Linked DNA regions of Mus musculus: all the other regions are linked to region 1. The links are chromatin contacts, called in public HiCAR-type and promoter capture Hi-C maps. All regions are on one chromosome and are shown on one strand. The core of a region is the stretch at or near the end of the contact, and the rest is flanking DNA. Distances in the headings are between cores, read along the strand shown. Region 1 holds the start of Zfp583 (zinc finger protein 583). Region 2 holds the start of Oscar (osteoclast associated receptor). Region 3 holds the start of Cacng7 (calcium channel, voltage-dependent, gamma subunit 7). Region 4 holds the start of Mboat7 (membrane bound O-acyltransferase domain containing 7).

Region 1 (5,602 bases), core at 2,151-4,650:
GGGTGGGGAGGGGAGCAGGGTGGGGGGAGGGTATAGGGGACTTTCAGGATAGCATTTGAAATGTAAATGAAGAAAATATCTAATTAAAAATTGAAAAAACAGAAAAAAAAATCATATGTAAAAAAAAATGGGGTCCAGAACTAAACAGAATTCTCAACAGATGAATCTCGAAAGACAAGAAACATCCAAAGAAAATTTCAACATCCTTAGCCATCAGGGAAATGCAAATCAAAACAACTCTGAGATTCTACCTTATACCCATCAGAATGGCTAAGATTAAAAACTTAAAGGACAGCACACTCTGGTGAGAGTGTGGAGCAAGGGGAGCACTCTTCCACTGCTGGTGGGAAGCAAACCTGTACCACCACTCTGGAAATCAATGTGGTGGTTTCTCAGAAGATTGGGACTAGTTCTACCTCAAGGCCCAGCTATACCACTCCTAGGCATACACCCAAAAGATGCTCCACCATTCCACAAGGACACGTGCTCAACTGTGTTCATAGCATCTTTATTTGTAATAGCTAGAAACTGGAAACAACCTAGATTTCTCTCAACTGAAGAATGGATACAGAAAATGTGGTATATCTTCACAATGGAATACTACTCAGCTATTAAAATGAATTTCACAGGCAAATGGATAGAACTAGAAAATATCATCCTGAGTGATGTAGCCCATATCCAAAAGGACATGCATGGTACGTACTCATAAGTGGATATTAGCCATAAAGTACAGGATAACCAGCTATAATCAACCGACCCAAAGAAGCCAAATAACAAGGAGGGCCCAAGGGAGGATGGATGGATCTTTCTCAGAAGGGGAAACAAATAGGTATCAGAGGTCAATAGAAGGAGGTTACTAGGTAGAAAAGAGGATGGGGTGGGGGCGGGGAGATCATATGTAGGGGACAGAGAAAGGAGATCCACTAGGGGGTGGGGGCAATCTCTAGGACATGCCAGGGACCTGGGATGGGGAGAGGCCCAAGAGGGCCTAATGAAGAAACTAGCTGAGATTCCTAGCAGTGGGGATATGGATCCTAAAGTGGGGATATGGCCACTATAGCCAGGCAGGACTCCCAGTGGAAAGATAAGGACAGCAACCCATCCCCAAAGCCTTCAGCCCAAAATGTGTCCTGCCTACAAGATGTGCAGGGACAAGCATAGAGCAGAAGTGGAGGGAATGGTCGGGCAGTGGTGGCACACGCCTTTAATCCCAGCACTTGGGAGGCAGAGGAAGGAGGATTTCTGAGTTTGAGGCCAGCCTGGTCTACAGAATGAGATTCGGGACAGCCAGGGCTACACAGAGAAATCCTGTCTCAAAAAAAAAAAAAAAGTGTGTTTGTGGGGCGGGGAGGGAATGGTTGTACTCTGAGAGGCTCCACCCAGCAGCCAGCGGAAAAAGATGCAGAGACTTGCACCCAATCATAAGATGGAGCTCGGGGAGTCTTAAGGAAGAGTTGGGAGAAAGATCGAGGGACCTGAAAAAGACATGGACTCCAAAAGAAGAGCAACAGAGTCAACTAACCTGGACCCTTGGGGTCTGCCAGAGACTGAATCAACAAACAGAGAGCGAGCTTGGGTTGGACTTAGGCCCCTGCTCATATGTAGATGAGCGGCTTGGTCTTCATGCGGGTCCCCCAACAATTTGAGCAGGGGTTGTCCCTGAGCCTGCTGCCTGCCTGCCTGTGGATCCCTACCCCTACATCCCTGACAGCCTTATCTGGCCTCAGTGGGAGAAGATGTGCCTAGTCCAGCAGTGACTTGATGGGGGGGACGGGGAATTCATACCCAGAGAAGTGGTTTCTCCTCAAAAATGGGGAAGGTGGAATTGGGGGGCGGGCAACGGACTTGCGTGAAAGGAGTACTGAGAGGAGAGAAAGGGCTGATATTGGGTTGTAAAGAGAATAAATTTAATTAAAAAAAAAGAATATTATCCAAAATAGCCCCCCAACTTCTTTTTTTTTTCTAGCAGCCCCCCCCCCCCAATGGCTGACTTAACCTAGGGCTTCAAGCATTCTAGCTAGGCAGGAGCTCTATCATTGGGTTACAGCCCTAGCGCACTTCCTCCCCAGTCTATGTTGGTTCCATAAAGATGAAGATTTTGGTCAGGCGGGGTTCATTGTTGTGTCCATTTCAGAGTCTGACATACAGAAGGCGAGTAATGAATGATGCGTGAAAAGGTAAGGCAGAGAGAAGGTAAACAAACAAGGGAGAAAGAAACCCAGCAACGTGGGCCCTGAACCAGGAGATGACCAATTTTCATCCGCTGCTCTGGACAGGGCACCGGCCAGCTAGCACTGCGCATGCGTGCTCGAGCACAGCCCCCCCACCACCACCACCACCACCACAACTACCCCCACCCCCGACTCCTCGTCTAAGAGACCGAGGAGAGCAAGCAGCTCCTGCGCAGCCTGAGTGAGTTCTGGTTCTGACGACCGGAAGGGAAGAGACAGAATTCAGCGGAGATTCTAGGACCCCCGAAAGCCGCGCCCTAAAAGGCGTTCCCAGCATGCCTTACGCCGCTCCAGTCAAGCGCAGTACTCCACCTCCCAGAGGCCCTTGCGCGGAGTCGCTCCGCAGCCGCGCCTTTGTGAGCTCTACCGGCGCCGCGAGATCGAGCCCCGGCCCCGGCCAGATCTGCCTCGGCGCCGAGTGAGAGGTGACGAGGACTGAGGAGACGCTCGGTGAGGATCAAGGTACCGCGTGGGAGAAAGTGTAGTGGGTGCAGAGTGACCGTGCGAGACCACGCCACCGTATATGAGGGGCCTATTATGATTGTAAGGTTGCAACTATGTGAGACTGAGGCGGTGACAATGTATGTGACATTATAAGACAGCACCCCATAATGGGGGGAGCCTGTGACTGTGAGTATGGAGATACATGAAACAGAGAGAGAGGCTTGTGCCAGTGTGTGATAGCGCTAGGGGATGTGTGTGGGAACATGAGTGAGTGACTGTGGCTGAGCCTGTACACTGTGTGAGACTGAGGTGGTTATCATGTGTGTGACAGTATGAGACCACCCACTTGCATGAGGGGGGCCTGTGACTGAATACTCTGTGAGACTAAAAGACTGTGACAGTGTATGTGATTGTACCGGGGAGGGATCAGCTGAGTGACAGTGTTAGACTGGATCACTGTGTATTAAGGACTTCTGACTGTGAGACTAAATACTGTGTGAGACCGAGGCTGTGACATTGTGTGTGACAGATTGTGACAATATAAGGGATCATGTGGGAGAATGTGTCTGAAGACTCATATGACAGTGAGACCCCACACCGTGTGAGGGGGTCTGGTACTGCATACACTGTGTAAGACTGAAAGGCTGTGACAGTGTGGGTGACTGCACAGTGGAGGGTGTATTATATGTGAGCACTTTGGAGTGGGGATCTGAGTGGCAGTGTCAGACCACACCTTGTGTACGAGATGCCTGTGGCTGTGAGACTGAATACTGCTTGAAACTGAGGGGTTGTGACAGCGTGTTGACTGTATATGACAGCATGTGGGAGAATGTGTTTGGAAACCTATCTGACAGGGTTGAGACCAAGCCACTTTATTGTGAAGGCCTGAGGCTTGAGACTGTGCCAAGAGTACTGTCAGGGCCTGTGACAGTTTGTGAGACTGAATGCTGGCTATGACATAGAGTGAGAGGCTGGGACAATAGGTGTAGCACTATGAGACCATGTCACAGTGTTGAAGGGCCTATGATGGTGTATGAGACTGTGAGATCCCATAAGGATGTGTGTGAATACACAAGACTATGCCACCAGGTACAAGGGGGGTCTGTGACAATGTGGAATGTGGGGATAAAGACGCCATGAGGGGCTTTGAGGCTGCATTTGGGACTATGTGATATTATTACAGCAAGACTTTTGCTACCAGCTGGGATGGAGCCTGTGACAATGTATGGGCCCGAATAACAGTGTATAGGGCTATTTCATTGCATCTAAACAGTGTAACTGTTTGAGACAGACAGTGCTGGAAAATATGTGACAGTATGAGATATCATAGGGGGGGAAGGGCGGGGGGGGGCATTTGTAGGGTATCCTGATCCTGGTCCACTGTCTTCTAGATCACATGGTCCCTTTGCTACCCACTCTGTGCAAAGTAGCTTCACTTGATGGCCTACATCTCATCCTTATGGAAAGGGTGGAGATATACTTCCTTTTAACGTCATCTATACACTATAAATTCCAGTCTAGTTTCCAGTTTGGCACAGTTATTTTCTCAACTATTGCCTTGTGTATCTTCAATGATGTAAACCTTCATGTGTGAAAGGTGGAAGATTCTAATCTAATAATGCCAGTCTTAAATTGCTCAGACATAAGTGAAAGAGATAACTTAGACATAAAATATATGTTGAGTCCCAGAACTATACAGTACATAGGAAAAGCATTGTTAAATGTAGGGATACCTCAAATGCATGTCTGTGGAGGGAGGAGAAGGACAGAGGTGTGATGCTGGGGCTGCAGGATACACCTGGAACTTACAGTTTCCTGTTTCTGTCCACTTTACTTTCTTAGGACACCTCCCTGCTCCCAGAAACACAGCCATACATTCTTGAAGCTTTAACGCCATGTCCAAGGTAAGAAGCGTTTCTTTTTCCCTGGAATGCCACCTTATTTATCAGTCAGGCTAAACCACTTTGATTTCAGAAATTCAGCTGCCTGACAAAATCTCCTCTCTCCAGTGACTTGCTCTTGTTCTCCACTGCAACACAAGAGCTAGTCCCCCAAGACTAAGCTAAGAGCACCCTTTCCCCCGGCCAGCAAGGACGCAGTTCAGCCTCGCCTGTGGGTTCAGTGCTCTTAGGAACTCACTCTAAGAGGCAAAAATACATTTTTTTTGGTGGGATTATGTAAGCTCATATTGTGGGTATTAGAGGTGTAGATGTGTGTGGTAGCTTTTCTCTACAATCTCTGGTTTGAAAGGAAATAGGAGGGCTTTTGGGGGGTCCAGAGTTTGGGCATTTGGCAGAAACTCATGTTCAAGATGATTTTCAGAAATCCGATGTATCAAATTGGGGATGGTGCTGTTTTGTTTTCCAAGACAGGGTTTTTCTATGTAGCCCTGGCTGTCCTGGAACTCGATCTGTAGACCAAGCTGGCCTTGAACTCACAGAGATCTGTCTGCCTCTGCCTCCCAGATGCGTGCACTACGACCACCTAGCTCAAACCTTGATGGCTAAAGTGCATCTAGGCTCAGGCAGCGTTTTTCTTAGTCTGTCGGGAGCTTTGAAGAGTAATTGTTTATGAGAACAGTAATTTCTTCTTTTAGAGATAATCTGTTAGTAGCAGTGCACAGCTGATATACTGGGCAATCCCGCTAATTAATTAAATTGTTATGGGGAATGTATTGACATGGTGACTTACGTAGCCCAGGCTGGGGTTCAACTCATTCCAGCTAACCCTGATTTTGAACTCCCAGTCCTCCGACCTCTACCTTGGAAGTAAGAGGAAACACTTGAGCCTGTATTTTAAAATATATGTTAATTTTATTTTATGAGTATGGGTGTTTGTTTGCATGTATGTACAACACATGCTTGTATGTACATGCATGTATGTACAACACATGCATGCAGTGCTACAGAAGATCAGTAACGGGTGTC
Region 2 (4,992 bases), core at 1,671-4,170, 2.7 Mb after region 1:
ACATGTTAAGGGGCTAGAGATGGCTCAGCAATTAAGAACACTTGCTGCTTTGCAGAGTTTGGCTCCTAGCACCTTTTGACTCCAGTTCCACAGCATCCAACAAACGTATCTGGCTTTTGTGAGCACTCCCACATATGTGGATACAGAAACACAGATAACATAGTGTGTAAAAGCTGAGGGGGCTGGGAGATGGCTCTTCAGGTAAGGAGAGTACTTTCTAGTCGTCCAGAAGACTTGAGTTCAATCCGCAGCAGCCATGTCAGGCAGCTCATAAATGCCTAATATCTCCCACTCCAAAGGAAAAAGAACCTACGTCCTCTTCTTGCCTCCAGAGGCGCACACACATTTTTAAGAAAAGATACGTGCCGGGCAGTGGTGGCGCATGCCTTTAATCCCAGCACTTGGAAGGCAGAGGTGGATTTCTGAGTTCGAGGCCATCCTGGGCTACAGAGTGAGTTCCAGGACAGCCAGGGCTACACAGAGAAACCCTGTCTCGAAAAACCAAATAATAATAATAATAATTAAAATAAAATAAAATAAAGATATGCAGGGATGGTGGCTCAGGCGTGTGATATCAACACATAAGAACCCAAGGCAGACTGCTGTGAGTTTGAGGCCCACTTGAGCTAAGTGATTTGTATCCTCTATAAAAAAGAAAACTGAAAAGATTCAGAAGAAGTCAGTTCAAGGAAGTTTTTAACCTTAGTGTGGTGAGAGAGCTCAATAGTTAAAATTACCTGCTCACTGGAACTCAGAATGAGCACTGACTCCAGTAAGTTGTCCTCCGACCCCCCAAACCCAACTGGTAGCCAACACACACACACACACACACACACACACACACACACACCTTAAAAAATGTAATTTTAACTTTAAGAACGAACCAAGTATACATTAAATCACTATTTCAACATATAATCAATTAAAACCACATACATTAGAGCATTCTAGGTCTTTGAAAGTCAGGGTGGTAGATAGCTGGTGGTGGGTTTTAGAACTTCTCTGTCACACTCCAGGCCAGCAATACTGACAATTTTGGTACTGTGATGGCTGCCAAATCCAAGGCCTCACCCCAGACTTTCAGAATGAAAATTTAACAGGTCACCTCCATCTCCCGGGCTTCAATGCATCAGAACTGTGAGTAACCCTGTCCCACTGCAAGGTGGGAGGCTTGCTGAGAGATTTGCATAAGTCAGACTTCGCCGAGGAGTTCTGCCTACAGAGTCAAACTGAGTTGAATGTGCACCTCTTGTGTGTGGTGAGGGAAGAGCGACAGTAATGTCAGGATATGGCTGGCAAGGGGATGCGAGATGAAACTGTGCCGTGGAATGCTGATGACTTCCGGGTGGAGGATGCACTTTCGCGCCGGGGAAGGGGGCACTCACCGAGGCCCCAGACAGAGAAGGACACCACCAGCACCGGCTCCTTCGCCCAGGCATTCTTGAGGAAGGCAGAGATTCCTAGAGAGGTGAGAAGACAGTCACCCTTGGGGACTACTGCGGTGACCTCTAACACTCTCGTATCACCCCTGCTCTGCACCCTCGTGACTGCCGCGCCCCTATTCTGGGACGGATTACCGGTCCCCAAGGCTCCACTGAGACTCAGCCACGGATCAGCCCACAGTTTCCTGGAACTACTTGATCCCCGCGAGCTCCAAACCTGTACTTACTCCCGGCCATCTTGTTCTTGGCGGCGACAAGGAGCGGAGCTCTCTGGGAGTTGTGGTCCTTCTCCTTGCGTGAGGCCCCGCCCCTTGGGCGAGGACGTGGACCCTTTCGGGAGTTGTAGTTCTGGAGTGAGGCTTAAGAGGACTGAAAGATTTAAACCACCTTGAACACCTGCTGGCCTCACCATTTTCTTATAGTTTATAACTCAGCAAATGCATCGGAGAAGTAACATAACGTTCTCCTGTAATAAAGTCAGCTTTGGGCTGGAGAGATGGCTCAGAGCTCTGTCTGCTCTTCCAAAGGTTTAATTTCCAGTAACCACATGGTGACTGACAACCATCTGCAATGGGATCTGACGCCCTCTTCTGGTGTGTCTGAAGACTGCAACAGTGTACTCATAAATAAACCTTAAAAAAAAAAAAGTCAGCTTTACATTGAGATCACATCTAGACATAAGCTCATTCTGGAAATTCTAAATTAATCCCAAATATATTAAGGACTGCCTGTGCTTTGTGTTACTAGCATGCAGATCATGGCTTTTCCCTCCATCTGCCCCTTAGTGCTGAAAACTGAAACCAGGACAGGCTAGGCTACCCATCTCCGATTGAGCCACTCCTCCGTCCACTTGCTGATAGATTCTACTATCCCAGGTCCCTGCTGGTGGATTTTAGGCATATCTTTTATTGTTGAGCCACATTTTTCAGCCCTTTCATTACTTTTTATTTTGAGACAGGGCATTAAATGGCTCAAGTTGGCCCTGCAATCTTTGAACTTGACAGCCTCCTGCCTTGGTTTCTCAAGCTGGTGAGATTACAAGCCTGAGCCTCTAAGATAATGCACATCACTTAAAAAAATTAACATATCTGGACTGGACAGTGAGAGCAGTAATGGAGTCTGAGCCTTCTCTTGTTACCGGCATAGTACATATTGTACAGCAAGCTTCTTTTTCCCTTTCTACCTTTTTGTTTTGTTTTTTTTGTTGTTGTTGTTGTTTTTTTCCTCTTTTCCATTTTTCTTCCTCCCACCTGCCCCTTTCCTTTCTCTCCTCAGTGCTGAGGCTACTCTGGGCAAGTGGTCTTCTACTTAGCGACAACGTCCTCAGCCCTCCTCCCCAACTTTTAAGTTAAATTAAAGAACACCAGAGGCTATGACTGTTCCATCTTGCAACTTTTTCCAAGACAATGAAACTATGACACAGTTACCCAGGAGCCTCCACCTGACTCCTCTGTTCCCTAAACAGGACTCTCACATGGCTTTCTGGTGTTGCTTCATTTCCTCAGAGTGAAAAAGGCAGGGTCAACCTTTTCCTCAGCTCCACGGAGAGTGCCCACCATGGTCCTGTCGCTGATACTCCAGCTGTCGACTCTCTGTGAGCTGTCCCTCCCCTGTGTGTGGATCCTTGGCTGGGCTGAGGGCTATATCTGTTCATATGGAATTCAACATCCAATTTAGAAAAAGGAATCAGGACTGGTACCCAGATACCTGAGTCCTAAACGGGGGAAGACAGATTGCTGGGTCGGGGGTGAGCATAGGTTTCTCTGGATCTCCAGGCAGAGGAGAGTAAGGGATATCTAGGGGTCAAAGAATGTATTCAGTTCTCATGGTAAATGGGCAAGTCTACTGTGCTGGAGGGAGGGGGCATCTAAACCTTCAAACCCCAAGGCAGAGAAACCCCAAGGAGCAAAGTATTGTTCTTAGGAAAGGTGGGGAACAGAGGCCTGTCCTCTTGGGTCAGACAGCAGCTTCTTAAGTATGGGGAATGGAAGTACAGAGTTTTGCTTGATCCTAAAAAAGACGGTGGCAGGCTTCATGTAATCAGAGTCTAGGGCTCCTTAGAGGGGAGACGGTAGTCCACAAAGGGCTTTGTAAAAACCAACTCTTCACCTTCTGCAGGGCCTGCATGCCGTGCTGACTTCACACCAACAGGTGAGTGGGAGACTCCACCTGCTCTATGCTATGCTGCTCACACCTCGCCTCCAACAACTCATTTTATCTTTGTGCCTAGCTTCACCCCAGATTCCCTCATTCCCCTCTCTTCCTCTCTCCTTCCATCCCTTCCTCCACTACATACCTTGCCTCTTTTCTTCTCCCTTTTCTCCTGTCTCTTTCCCTTCCCCCTTTCATAGCCTTCCTTCCTTCTTCCTCCATCCCCTCCTCCTTGCCCCCTGCATGTTGCTCTCTTCTCCCTTCACTTTGTCCTTCATCTCTTTAGTAACCACTATAGGTGAATAGAGATGACCATGAATGTGGATGTTAAGGAGACCTAGACAATCTTGTTCATTATTGCATGTCCTTGAACAAACCAGGGGTCTTAGCCGGGCGTGGTGGCGCACACCTTTAATCCCAGCACTCGGGAGGCAGAGGCAGGCAGATCTCTGGGTTCGAGGACAGCCTGGTCTACAGAGTGAGTTCCAGGACAGCCAGGGCTACACAGAGAAACCCTGTGTGGAAAAAACAAAAACAAAAACAAAAAAGAAAGAAAGAAAAACAAACAAACAAAAAAAACAGGGGTCTTGAAGCCTCCATTTCCTTAGGTAAGTCGGCTGCAGTGAGGATTTAATGTAGTTATATAGGGAAACTATAGGGCCAGATCCTGGCATATTTCAAGGCTCCAGACATAGGAGTTCCTCAATGCCAAGTATACGAGCTTCTCTCACGGGAGCCTGCCTTCCACAGAAGGAGGTTCCCCCACCCGAGATGGCTTCTTCTCAGGGTTTTGATGGAGGAGATAATTCTTCTCTCTTCAATTTTTCCCACTATGCTTCAATTTGGCCTGAGAACCACTGGGAAGCCATTCATCCCTGAGTTATCAGTTGATTTAGTTTTATGTACATGAATGTTCTGCCTGCATGCATACACACCACATGCATGTCCAGGGCTCGCAGAGTTCAGCAGACAGCAGGAGGAGCCTCTGAAACTGGAGGTACAGTGCTTGTAAGCCACCATGAGCTGCTGAGAATCCTAGCCCCAGTTTTTGCAAGGGCAACAAGTACTTTTATCTGCTAAGCCATTTCTCCAGCATCCTAATGTTAAATCTATTTAAATGATAAATCAAATAGGTACTCGTGGTTATAAAGGCCCAGTTATTACCAAAAGATGCAACAGGCTTCTTCTTCCCCTTCCCATGTTCCCGAATCCTACTGAAAGGTTCCCAGCACTCATCCGTACCATGCATTTACATACTTCCTCCTTTTCTTACCAGATCAGAATTAGTATTTTATGAGTCATCCTGTTCTGTGTCTTAAGTGTTAAACTTATGTTCTGTCTTAGAGATATTTTCCAATTATTAGATAGTTATATTTCCTCTTTAATTTTTTTTTTGAGG
Region 3 (5,501 bases), core at 2,071-4,570, 3.0 Mb after region 1:
CCAATTCTAGAAGCCAGACCTTAGGAGATTCCTAAAGCTTTGAAGTAAGCCAGTAACTCAGAAACTAGCTTAATCAGCAGCTTCACATTTGAATGTGATAATGCAACCCCGACGCTGCCCTGATTTAAGTCCTCAGCTGTGAACACTACACCTCTCCCCCAAGGACCTGTGACCACAATTTAAGCAGAACTAGAGTACTAGGCTTAGACACTAAGTGACGGACGGACAACTTGATTTATTTGGAAATTCTATCACATGCTACCCAGCTTTAACTCCATGCTCTGACCTGGTCAATTGAAATGTTTTCTTTAGAACTGTACCTGAATCACATCCAATAATCTCCAAAGTAGGTCACCACTCACAGCTCCCTAACCCCATAACCTGGACTCCCACACTTGACTTCAGGCCTACTTAAGAATTTGAGCATCGTTGATACTTTTTGGATGCTTATCTTAACCTTAATGCTCAGTTGATTATTTTTTAAAATCACGTGTGTGTGTGTGTGTGTGTGTGTGTGTGTGTGTGTGTGTGTGTGTGGTGTGTTTACATGAGTATGAGCACACATGTGTGGTGGTCAGAAGACAACCTTAGGTGTCAGTCTCCTTCTACCTTGCTTGAAATAGGGCCTCTTGTTTGCTCCTTCTCATGCTAAGCTAGCTGGTATGCAAACTTGAACTAGAGATTCTCCTATCTCTACCTCCCTCTCACCATAGAAATTCTTCTATTACAGATCCATGCTATCTATCATCCTTACATGGGTTCGAGGAATCACAATTCAGAGCCTCACACTTCTGTGCCTTATGCTTTATACTCTAAGCCACCTCCCTAGCTTCGGATCAAATCACTTGTACAATCTTAGGTCCAAACCTAACTCTACCTTATCCAGGCAGGTCTGTGATCCTGGGGTCCTGGAATCTGTTCCAAGATATTAAGACCCAGAGATCTGAAGCTATGATTTGGATTTGAGACTTTCAAGAGCTTGAGCTGAGCCCCTCAAACCCAGCATTCACAATCAGAAAGCTCCAGTAAAACCAATCTCCCTTGCCCAGTAAACAAGAAAACAGCACTCTGAACTGGCTTTCCAATCATAAATTCCCCATCTCAGCCGGGCGTGGTGGTGCACGCCTTTAATCCCAGCACTCGGGAGGCAGAGGCAGGCAGATTTCTGAGTTTGAGGCCAGCCTGGTCTACAAAGTGAGTTCCAGGACAGCCAGGGCTATACAGAGAAACCCTGTCTTGAAAAACCAAAAGAAAAGAAAAAAAAAAAAAAAAAAGAATTCCCCATCTCCATCCTCCAAATTCTACCAGACTCTGGACTCTGATATCCCATGGTAGAACTTTTCAGTCGGTAATATCTAAGTCCTTTCTGTATTCTCCAGTCAAGAAATACCCAGTTGGTTTATATCTGAGACCTCCCAAGTTCTAATTAGGAGCTTAAAAGTTCTAACAAGGAGGTCCTAAAGGGTTCAATTTTTTTTGTATGTATGCATGCATTTATCATGTTTGTGTGTTTATGTGTGTGTGCATGTGTGTGGTCTCCATGGCACTCATGTGGAGATACTTTCGAGAGTTGGTACTTTCTTCTGACTATGTGGGTCCCAGGGATCTGGGGTCATCCATCAGGCTCAGAAGCAACCACCTTTACCAACCAAGCCATCTCAACAGCCTCCAAATTCTTTATCTATAATTCTTACACTACCACGCCCCTACAAGAAATCTCTCCTTGACACAAAATGCAATAATGTGCACTCAGGACTCACCTGAGTATCCCCAAGCTACTCTCAGCCAGAGTCCTCTATGACCAGAGATATACCCATCCCCTTAAAAAACAAACTCTGGGTAGGTGTGTGTGTCTACATGTGGGGTATGTTCAAGAGAATGTACCCGAGTCTAGAGGTGATGGATACATTGGAAGAAGCCAGAGGTGATGGGGCCTCTGGAGCTAGTGTTGAGAGACAATTGTGAATCACCTGACAGGTGCTGTGAAACAAACTCGAGTCTTCTGGAAGAGCAGCAAGTGTTCTTAACTAAACTATCTCTCCAGCTCCCACCCACCATCTTTTTCATTACAAAGTTTGAGACACCTCCCCCAAACATTTTCCCAATATGCAATTAAGACATGAGACTCTACTTGGCTCCATCAGAATTCTGTAAGCTTTTGGATTCTACTCCATCCCAATAAAGACCATAGAATCAGAGTCACCACTTACATCCTGGGGTTCTTAGGTCCAGAACCCCTCACTTTCAGCCCCAGCCTCGTGGAGGACCCAAAGATCTAGATTTAACAGAGCTGTCTAGCTTTTCTTCCCATCCCCCTTCAAGTGGCTCTGGGGCTTGACCGCCAGCTGCCTGCTCTGCTTTCAGTACTCAGCTCATACAAGCATTATCTACCCAATCACCGGACTGTCTTGGTCTGGGGAGCTGACCTCAGCCTTCGGGTCTGCTCCTCCTACTAGACTAGCAGTTGGGGAGCTGGACCTTTCCAATTCCCCTCACTTCTTACATTAATCCCATTCCTTCTCACGTCCAGTTCATCTTCTTTCTACCTGACCCACACAGCTCTTTATTCTGCTGCCATTCCACCTCTGGGACACCCCCACCTCCACCATCACCAGGCCTGGAATCTCCTTCTGATTGATCCTTTACGCCAGCGTTTCCGCGATCTGGATATCTGAATGGCTCAAGTGCCATTCCTCAAAGCCCAAGTCCAAACTCCATCTCCCTTCGATATCCTTGGAGTCCGTAACTCTCCGCTTTATTTAGGACCCTTTCCCAGACTCACGGCTTGCTCTTACCGGCCTGGGCCCTCCTCCTTCGTCGTGATCCGCTTCCTCAAAGACCCCGCCTAGAGCCTACCCAGTGGCGACGGTCTCTTAACTCTCAAACACCGAGTTTGTTTTCTTACTCTCGGACCCTCGGACCCCAGGTCCTCCGGGATCCACCAGGCCCAAATGTTCCTCTATCCGCCAAAACCTTCCCAAATTCAACATTGAAATCCTCAGGATCCCATACCTGGAGCCCCTCTAACCTCCCCCGAGCCCCAATTCCGGCTGAGAGTGGTCTAGCTCGGAGCCCCCTTGCCTCACCGGACCCTCCCCTCGCTCTTACCTCTCTCAGGGCTGGGCGGACGCTCCGGGCCGCGGGCCCCGCAGCCGCATGACCGGCCCCGCGGTTTTCCCCGGCCGCCGCTGCCGCCACCGGGGTCTCCGGTGCCCGCGCCCCCCGCCCCCGCCCCCGAGCCCGGCGTCCCGGCCCCCTCCGGGCCTCCCACCCCCCACCCCCCTCGCCCGCGGCCTCACTCAGCGGACGCAGCCGGGAGCAGGGACCAGCGGCCGCTCATTGGCTAATGCGGAGGAGGGGAGGGGCGGGAAGGGAGGGAGAAGGATGCAGCGAGGGAATGAGATGAGCCTTCAGGATGGGGGGAAGGCAGGGAGGCAGGCAGGGAGGGAGAGAGAATAGAAACAGAGGCAGAGAGCCCAAGAAGGAGAGAGAGAGCAAGAGCGAGAGCGAGAGCGAGAGAGCGAGAGAAGAGAAAAGAGAGAAGAGAGAAGAGAGAAGAGAGAAGAGAGAAGAGAGAAGAGAGAGAGAGAAGAGAGAAGAGAGAGAGAGAGAAATATTTTCTGGAACTCACGCGTCCTGAGACTAGAAAAGACAGACAGAAAAGAGGAGACAGAGATGGAGTAGTTTCAGGTGTCCCCACCCCCACCACTCCAGCGGCTCAGAGATTTTGAGGCCCTGGGAGTAGAGAGGTCAGAGAGCCCCAAAATCCAGGCAAGGAGAGCTCAGAGGCCTTGGACCAAAGGAAACTGAAATCCAGGGACCTTAAGCTTGTAGGAGATGGGATGGGGAAATAGAAAAATAGAGAGAAATAGACGAGAGAGAGAGAGAGAGAGAGAGAGAGAGAGAGAGAGAGAGAGAGACTGACTTTCTGAGGAGAGACAGCAGGGGCAAGCCAGGATGGGATATCCCCCTGACGAGGACTGGGGCTGTAGCCAGGCAAGGGGCGGAGCCTGGGGGTCTGGGCAGCTGAAGAAGGCGGGAAGGGGCGTCCCGGGCCGGGTCCCTAGAGCAGCTGGCGGGCAGGCGCAGAGCAGAGCCGGGTCCTGCAGCCGCCGCGGAGCTGGGAGCGGGGCCAGCACCCCCCCCCCCCGCCGTGATGTCAGCGGGGCCACTCTTAAAGGGGCAGGCTGCCCGCCGAGGGTCGAAACTTGGACTGGGGCTTTCAGGAACGTGATAAGAGTACAGGAGAGGTGATACCAGAGAAAGGGGTAACCTCAGCCTCCAGTTGGAGTGAGACTCGAAGATCCGGAGGAGAGATGCCAGGCCTTCAAAGGAACCTGCTAAGCTTTTGAGGTTCTGTCCCCTCCAAACACACTGACAGGGGCACCATTCTGCTGGCTTGCCCGATCCAGAGACTACATTCCCCATCAGCCCTGGCGGCCAGAGGACAGCACCTGGGGAGGGGGGCAGGGTCTTCTGCGATGTCTGCTGGGAAACGTAGTCTTATCTTGATTGGTCCCCTTCACTCCCTGCTCTCCTCCACACGTACTTGCAAAGTGGGTCAGGGGAGAAAGAGGCCGGGAGGACGTTTCTGCCTGTCTTCTGCCTTGCTAACTGGTTCCCAAGCTTCCAGGTTCTGGTTCTCTCACCTTCTGTAACATGGGGTCCTTCTGAACAAGTCTGTCTCCCCACAGTAGGCTAGCTTTTCATATTTCTTACCAGGACTTCTCTAGATTCTGGTGTATGTTGTCTGTATCTGCACTTTGCTCTGGGTGAATATGAGTGTGTGGTAACTGGGTGGAGGGTCGATCACTTGCTGACACACTGGTCAAGGGTTATTCATTGAGTATGTTACCAATGTGGTCACATCGGTCTTCTCAGAAAAAACGGTTTGCATGGCGCTCTCATGCAAAAGTTGTCTTCTCTTTTTATTTTACAGGTCTGTGCATTTTCTCTCCACCACCCCCCATGTTTGTTTCTATGTACAGCCAGCCCACCTCCGCACCCACTTCGCCCCCTAAGCTTTACAAGAAAACATCCAAACATTTTAGCATCAGCATCCCAAATTTATTCTCCAGCAGCTGTGTCTGGGTGGGAGAGGATAAAGGAAGGGGGTGGGGAATGAGAAAGTCCCAGAAAGTTGCAGGCACTGCGGAGGACAAGGGCTGTGTGTGTGTGTGTGTGTGTGTGTGTGTGTGTGTGTGTGTGTGTGATTCCGACCAAGGCTGGAGCCATGCACGGGGCAGGTGAGCATTGAGGGATTCTGGAACAAGTCTAGAACAAAAGCTGACTGAGAAAAGTAGGGGGAAAGAATTCTTGGTGCATGCCAGGAATCCCCAGAGCGTGGAAGGGAGGTGGTCTGGAACGCTGAGCCCAGACTCCCACTTAACTCTACAACTGAAGTGGAGGTAGGAGGAGCCTTGAAGGATGCGGGGAGCAGATCTGGAGTCTTAGTCTGGAGCAGGCAATCTCATGAGACTATTTTCCCCAGAATGGTCTAG
Region 4 (5,303 bases), core at 1,135-3,634, 2.6 Mb after region 1:
AAGAATCTAGGGATGGGGCTGGGAGCAAAAAGAATTTACTGAGTCCACAAGGTCTCCTTAGCGCCAGAAAAATCCAACTAAAATTCTCCAAAGTTTCCCTCCCTCCTGCCCCAAATTTTAACTCTAAATCCTAAAATCTCACCTGCTCCCTCCTGCTCCGCAGAAGGCTGGCCATCATCACTGGTCTCACTCCCTTGGGTAGCCTCACTTCCACCGGCTTCTTGGCCTCCTTCATCTGCCCCTGAATCCTGTTCCAGCTTCTGCTTCTTGGCAGCCTGGCCCTCTACGATCTTCTCTAGAAGCTCCTGACGCCGGGTCTCCCGGGCCTCGGCTGCCAAAGTGTTCTGATCCTGGAAACTCTGCTCTTGCTGGCGTTTGAACGATGCTAGGGCCTGAGAAGTAAACTTAACTGGAACCCCAAGACACATCCTGCAGTCCCTTAGGAAGACAGGAATTCTGACCAGTTTACAACCTTCCAACAGGCCCTCCCAGGCCTTCCCACTATCAGGGCCTTTCGTTTCTTACCAAGCCATGGTTGCGGGGGTCCGGGCGCGGGGCGCTGACTAGGGTCACCGCGCCTATCTCGGCCAGGAGCCGGGCTTCTTCAGGCAGCAGCAGAAGCGGAAGGCCCAGGCGCGAGTTCTGGCGGGGCCCGCGGGGCAGGGCGCCCACCGTGCGTCCCCCGACTCCCAGACGCTCCCGCAGCGCCTGCACGGCCTCGGCTCCCCACACCAGCGAGCGGCCATTTGCGACCTCCACCACCAGCATCTTCCTGCGGAGTGGGGGTGCGTCGCGGTCACCCAAACAGCCCCACCGACCCGACTGAAGTCTTCCACGCCCTCAGCGCAAGACCCCGCCCCTCACCCCCCAAGGGGCGGGGCTGGGGTTGCCACCTGCCCCCCCCCGCCCCCCAGCCAAGATCTACCCAGGGACCAGTTAAGACCACGCCCCTCACCCAGGTCCCACCGTTCCGCTCCCCCTCAGCTCCAGGTGACCATCTTCTCTGCCAAAGCGTACCACCATCTCTCGTCCCCTCAGAGAGACCTCCCGCCATAGTGGTGCACCGCCCTTTTTGCAAAGTGGGTGTCTTCTTATGCGTCCGTCAAATCTCAGAACCTCAATGTAGGGTGGTTTGCTCAAGCCACACCCTCTTCTAAATACTTGGAGCCCAGCCCCTCCCCTTTCGAAGTGCCCAGATTCGCCTTTCCCGCCTATTCTGAGTCGGACTTTAAAAGAAACCCAGTCCTGTCTTGCGCCAGCTGTTCGATGTTCCAGCATCCTAAATTCGGCTCAATCGGGAGTCCTGCCTACCCGAACGCAAGCGTTTCAGCCTTCGGAAGATCTCGACTCTATTCCCGAACGCATGCGGGAGATCTCGGCTCAGTAGAATCAGCCACCCCCTCTAAGTTGCAAAAGGTTCAGCATTCGACCCTAGCCAGATCCCATCGTTCTTCCAGCTGTGGCCCCGCCCACTTCCTACCCAATTTAAGGAGTTCACAATTACGATTGAATCCACAGTCGCACTCGAGGTGCAGTGTGCGTCGTGGCTCCCTTTCAATCTGTCGTACTGTCCTCAGGCAGAGGCAATAAGTCAACCCCTAGCCAACACCAACTCTCGGCTAAGGCGGAGCTGGCCCTACGTAGCGCGTCCTCCGTCATCCCGTCAGGTCAGCAAAGCGGAAAAGCCAAGAAAGCCCTCACTGCCACTCCGGTCTGCACAAATGGGACCTTGAGGGTCATTGCTCTGGCCTCGCCCCCAAATCCACCAGTCATGTCGGCCCCGCCCCTTCGCCGTTTTCCGGTCTTCTGTGGCTCCGCCTTCCTCCCTCAAGACTATTAGCTCAGCCTGTTAAGTCTACTGATTATTTCCAAAGTTAGGCCAAAACGGCTGCCCTCAATATCATTTGACCGTGACCTGAAAAAGCATTCAGCTATCTGAAGTAAGTCCAAATATGCGATCCCGCCCACACCCCGTGGTTCTTTGACTCTCGGACCCCGGCTGATTCCGACTATCTCCGAAGTAAGCCGAAGCATGCGGTCCCGCCTACTTCGTTCTGCGTTCTTGAGCCCGCCTAACACTACACAACGACTTTTGGACCCGATTATTTCCGAATCAAGCCGAAGTGTGTGGTCCCGCCTACATCCGGCCGAGTTTGTAAACGCATCTAATTCCGAGCCGTGACTTTGGAATTCGGCTATCCCCGAAGTAAGCCGAAGCTGTGGCACTCCATGCCGAGGGCTTGAATGACCGAGTGTGCCCGAAGGAATCCGAAGCTGAAAGTCTGTCTCTGAGCTCCAGGTCCCTCCTCCTCAAGTCTCAACGGGACTCGAAGATCTTGGCCCCGCCTCTCTGACCCGAAACCCCGCCCCTTCACGTACTGGCAGCTCTTTGCCCGGGGACCTCCTAGAAAGATCGCGACAGGCATCTTGCGGCAGACTGGTGTTCTGGGTACCTTTCTTGCGGTGCTGTAACTCGTACAGCCGCGGCTCTCGGGGCCTGGACCGCGCAGCCCTGCCGGCGCCCTCCAGAACGGGCAGTGCGGGGGCGTGCTGAGCTGGGGAGGCGTGGCGCGAGCCGAGGCGGCCTCGAAAAGGAGCTCCGCAGTCTTCTGGCCCACGGACGGTTCAGGTGGGCCCAGGTTGGGTTGCATGGCGGCGTCACGAAGATCGTAGGGTGGCGGGGTGCGGGGACAGCGCCCAGAGCGTGGCCGGGCTGGGTGGCGTAACCGCCTGTGGATCTGCCGAGGCAGAATCGGATACACGCTGGCCTTCGCTGCGCGGGGCTGGGCTACGAAAGGTGCTTGCAGATCGTACAGGGTCATTGCCTTCTCTCCGAGGTACGGGTTAAAGAGGAGCCCAGAGCTCAGAGCTTAGAAAACAGGATGCTAAATGCTGGGCTTCTCCGAGCTGGGCGGGAGTGGGAGTACTGGGTCCTGTAAGACGCAGAGGAAATTGGGGACCCAGAAGGGCTCCAATGTACTCAGGAGGGTGAGGATGATACAGATTCCTGGGCTCTCAGAGAAGAGGGGTGTTGTGAAGGATTGTTTTTCTGGCCGGAAGGTGTGGGTCATAAATGGAAGTAGAAGTACTTTTGATTTCAACATTGGCAAAGGGGTGGGGTGGGGGCTTAATTCTTGGGTCCTGGAAGGAGGAGTGAGCTGGAGGCCTGGGTTCTCAAAGGGGATTCTACTGTCTTCAAAAGAGGAAGGGACTGGAATACTGGTTCTCACTGTGAGTCCTTCCTCCCCCAGACCATGACACCCGAAGAATGGACATATCTAATGGTCCTTCTTATCTCCATCCCTGTTGGCTTCCTCTTTAAGAAAGCTGGTGAGTCAGGTTCCTTGTCTAGTGGAAAATTAGGGTGAGGGAGCTGGGGTGGGGAATCACCCCTCCCGAAGGTTCTAGGCTTATACTTTACCTTTTCCTTTCAGGACCTGGGCTGAAGAGATGGGGGGCAGCAGCTGTGGGCCTGGGGCTCACCTTATTCACCTGTGGCCCCCACAGTTTGCATTCTCTGATCACCATCTTGGGAACCTGGGCCCTCATTCAGGCCCAGCCCTGGTGAGAACTAGGTGGTGAGAAAGGAAGAAGGATGCAGAGAAGCAGCAGTCTGTTTCCTCTTCGAGTCTTCTATTTCTTCTCCTTTAATCTTACTGTGTGTCGCTATGCCTTGGCCATCTTTCTTCCCACCTTGTGTCTTTGCCCCAGTCCTCAGTATCCATGTGGCAGACTGACTTCCATAGTCCAGTCAGGCTGAGCTCTGGCTGAAGTGCCTTCCTTCTTCCAGAAGCTTCTCTTAATGCCGGTCATTCTTTTCTTATCTCTGGCTGTGCCTCTTCTGTCTCTGTTACTCACCAGTCTTCTCACCTCTTCTTCTCTGTCTGAATGTGGGCAGGGGCGGGGGTGGGTATCTCAGGAGAAGGAAACAGAGGCTAAGGTCCCTGTACCCAACATTATGACTTCCCACCTCTGTCCTAGCTCCTGCCATGCCCTGGCTCTTGCCTGGACCTTCTCCTATCTCCTCTTCTTCCGAGCCCTCAGCCTGCTGGGCCTGCCCACTCCCACGCCCTTCACCAATGCTGTCCAGCTGCTGTTGACACTGAAGGTGAGACTTGGCGAACACTACTTCTTTTAGTCTCCCTGGGAGCTGGGGAGCCTCCTTGCTTTCTCCTCCCAGACTTTCTCATAGTAGGGGGAGGGCTGTGGAGTTTTATCTTTCACAAACCCTAAGCTTGGGACTTCATTTCTCCCTGGGGACAGAGTTCACCTCCCACATCCTCTGGAGCAAGTCTTCACCTCTCCACTCATTGCAGGATAAGGAGATAACCTGAGTGCTCTATCACAAGCCATTTGGCACACCTAGAATCTTCCTCCCCAGTGTGTTTTGCTAACATGCTCTTCTTGAGTCTGTAGCAAACCGTCCTCCAAGGAGGAAAATTACTCTATAGAGAAGGTATCCGGCCCAAGGGCTCAAAGCTGGGACAAAGTGCAGGTTTGGTTTTTCATTTTTGAAACAGAGGCTCGTGTAGCACCCTATGTTGGTCTCAAACAAAGAAGACACTGAACTTTTGATTCTGCCTCCAGCTCCCGAGTGCCAGAATTGTAGGCTTGCACCACTGTGCTTGGTTTATTATGGTTCTGGGGACTCGAGCCAAGGACCTCAACACACTAGGCAAGCACTTGACCAAATGAACTACATTCTTAGCCATGGGTCTGAATCTTAATCACCTAAGAAAAGGGCAAGAAGTGAGTGGTCCTCAGTGCCTAGCCCAGACTACAACAGTCGTGAGCTCTTGCTATGTTCTAGGCTCCAGCAACGTAGCCATGGACAGTCCAGCCAGGTGGAGAACTGGTTTCTCCAGACATCTTTGTTCTTATGGCAGACACAACATTAGGCAGAGATTGGTCAGCTGTGCATTGGAAGAAGTGCCTTTTGGGTGTGTACGAACCTACACATGTAGATAGGAACAGGCTGGGCATTGCAAACTATGCTTGCCACGTCCACGCACTTTCTGAATAACACGTGGTTGAAAGGGCAACGGAAGCCAGGCCATAGGGGGCTCTGTGGCCCCATGCCCTCAGGAAGAAGTTTGTTTGTTTGTTTGTTTGTTTGTTTGTTTGTTTGTTTGTTTTTGACCTAAGTTTGAATCCTGACACCTAGACTGAGTGGCTCTGGAAGAAACAAAAACAGAAAACCCAAAAGGCTCGAGTGCTGGTGAACACTGGTAATTCCAGCTCTCGGCAAGTAAAGGCTGCAGAATGAGGAGTTTGACAATAGTTTGGATTGTATAAGACCCTGT

What was found. Promoter capture Hi-C pulls out the DNA fragments that hold promoters and counts their contacts. HiCAR-type assays count read pairs that join an accessible place to other places.
Region 2: a promoter capture Hi-C map of maxillary cranial neural crest shows a contact between it and region 1. The contact joins the promoter of Oscar here to the promoter of Zfp583 in region 1. A contact is called at or near these places in 3 of 39 promoter capture datasets (hippocampal neurons, maxillary cranial neural crest and pre-B cells).
Region 3: a promoter capture Hi-C map of hippocampal neurons shows a contact between it and region 1, with 5 times the contacts expected there. The contact joins the promoter of Cacng7 here to the promoter of Zfp583 in region 1. A contact is called at or near these places in 2 of 39 promoter capture datasets (hippocampal neurons and liver).
Region 4: a contact with region 1 is called in a HiCAR-type map of astrocytes, with 5 times the contacts expected there. The contact joins the promoter of Mboat7 here to the promoter of Zfp583 in region 1. A contact is called at or near these places in 1 of 39 promoter capture datasets (hippocampal neurons) and 1 of 115 datasets of contacts at active chromatin or transcription factors (astrocytes).

What each region holds. Positions count from the first base shown.
Region 1 is chr7:6,328,232-6,333,833 of GRCm38.p6, reverse strand. Zfp583 (zinc finger protein 583) reads left to right here and starts at 3,400. Exons shown (of 5, transcript NM_001033249.3): 1 at 3,400-3,764; 2 at 4,518-4,579. The coding sequence starts at 4,571.
Region 2 is chr7:3,614,085-3,619,076 of GRCm38.p6, reverse strand. It overlaps Oscar (osteoclast associated receptor), which reads left to right and starts at 2,920. Exons shown (of 5, transcript NM_001290377.1): 1 at 2,920-3,036; 2 at 3,561-3,593. The coding sequence starts at 3,000. Ndufa3 (NADH:ubiquinone oxidoreductase subunit A3) reads right to left here and starts at 1,704. Exons shown (of 4, transcript NM_025348.3): 1 at 1,670-1,704; 2 at 1,386-1,460. The coding sequence starts at 1,679.
Region 3 is chr7:3,330,644-3,336,144 of GRCm38.p6, reverse strand. Cacng7 (calcium channel, voltage-dependent, gamma subunit 7) reads right to left here and starts at 3,320. Exons shown (of 6, transcript NM_133189.5): 1 at 3,109-3,320. It overlaps Prkcg (protein kinase C, gamma), which reads right to left. Exons shown (of 18, transcript NM_011102.4): 18 at 5,046-5,501.
Region 4 is chr7:3,690,067-3,695,369 of GRCm38.p6, reverse strand. It overlaps Mboat7 (membrane bound O-acyltransferase domain containing 7), which reads left to right and starts at 2,384. Exons shown (of 8, transcript NM_029934.4): 1 at 2,384-2,629; 2 at 3,252-3,330; 3 at 3,435-3,564; 4 at 3,982-4,108. The coding sequence starts at 3,255. Tsen34 (tRNA splicing endonuclease subunit 34) reads right to left here and starts at 1,760. Exons shown (of 5, transcript NM_001164204.1): 1 at 1,481-1,760; 2 at 526-772; 3 at 143-392; 4 at 1-18. The coding sequence starts at 768.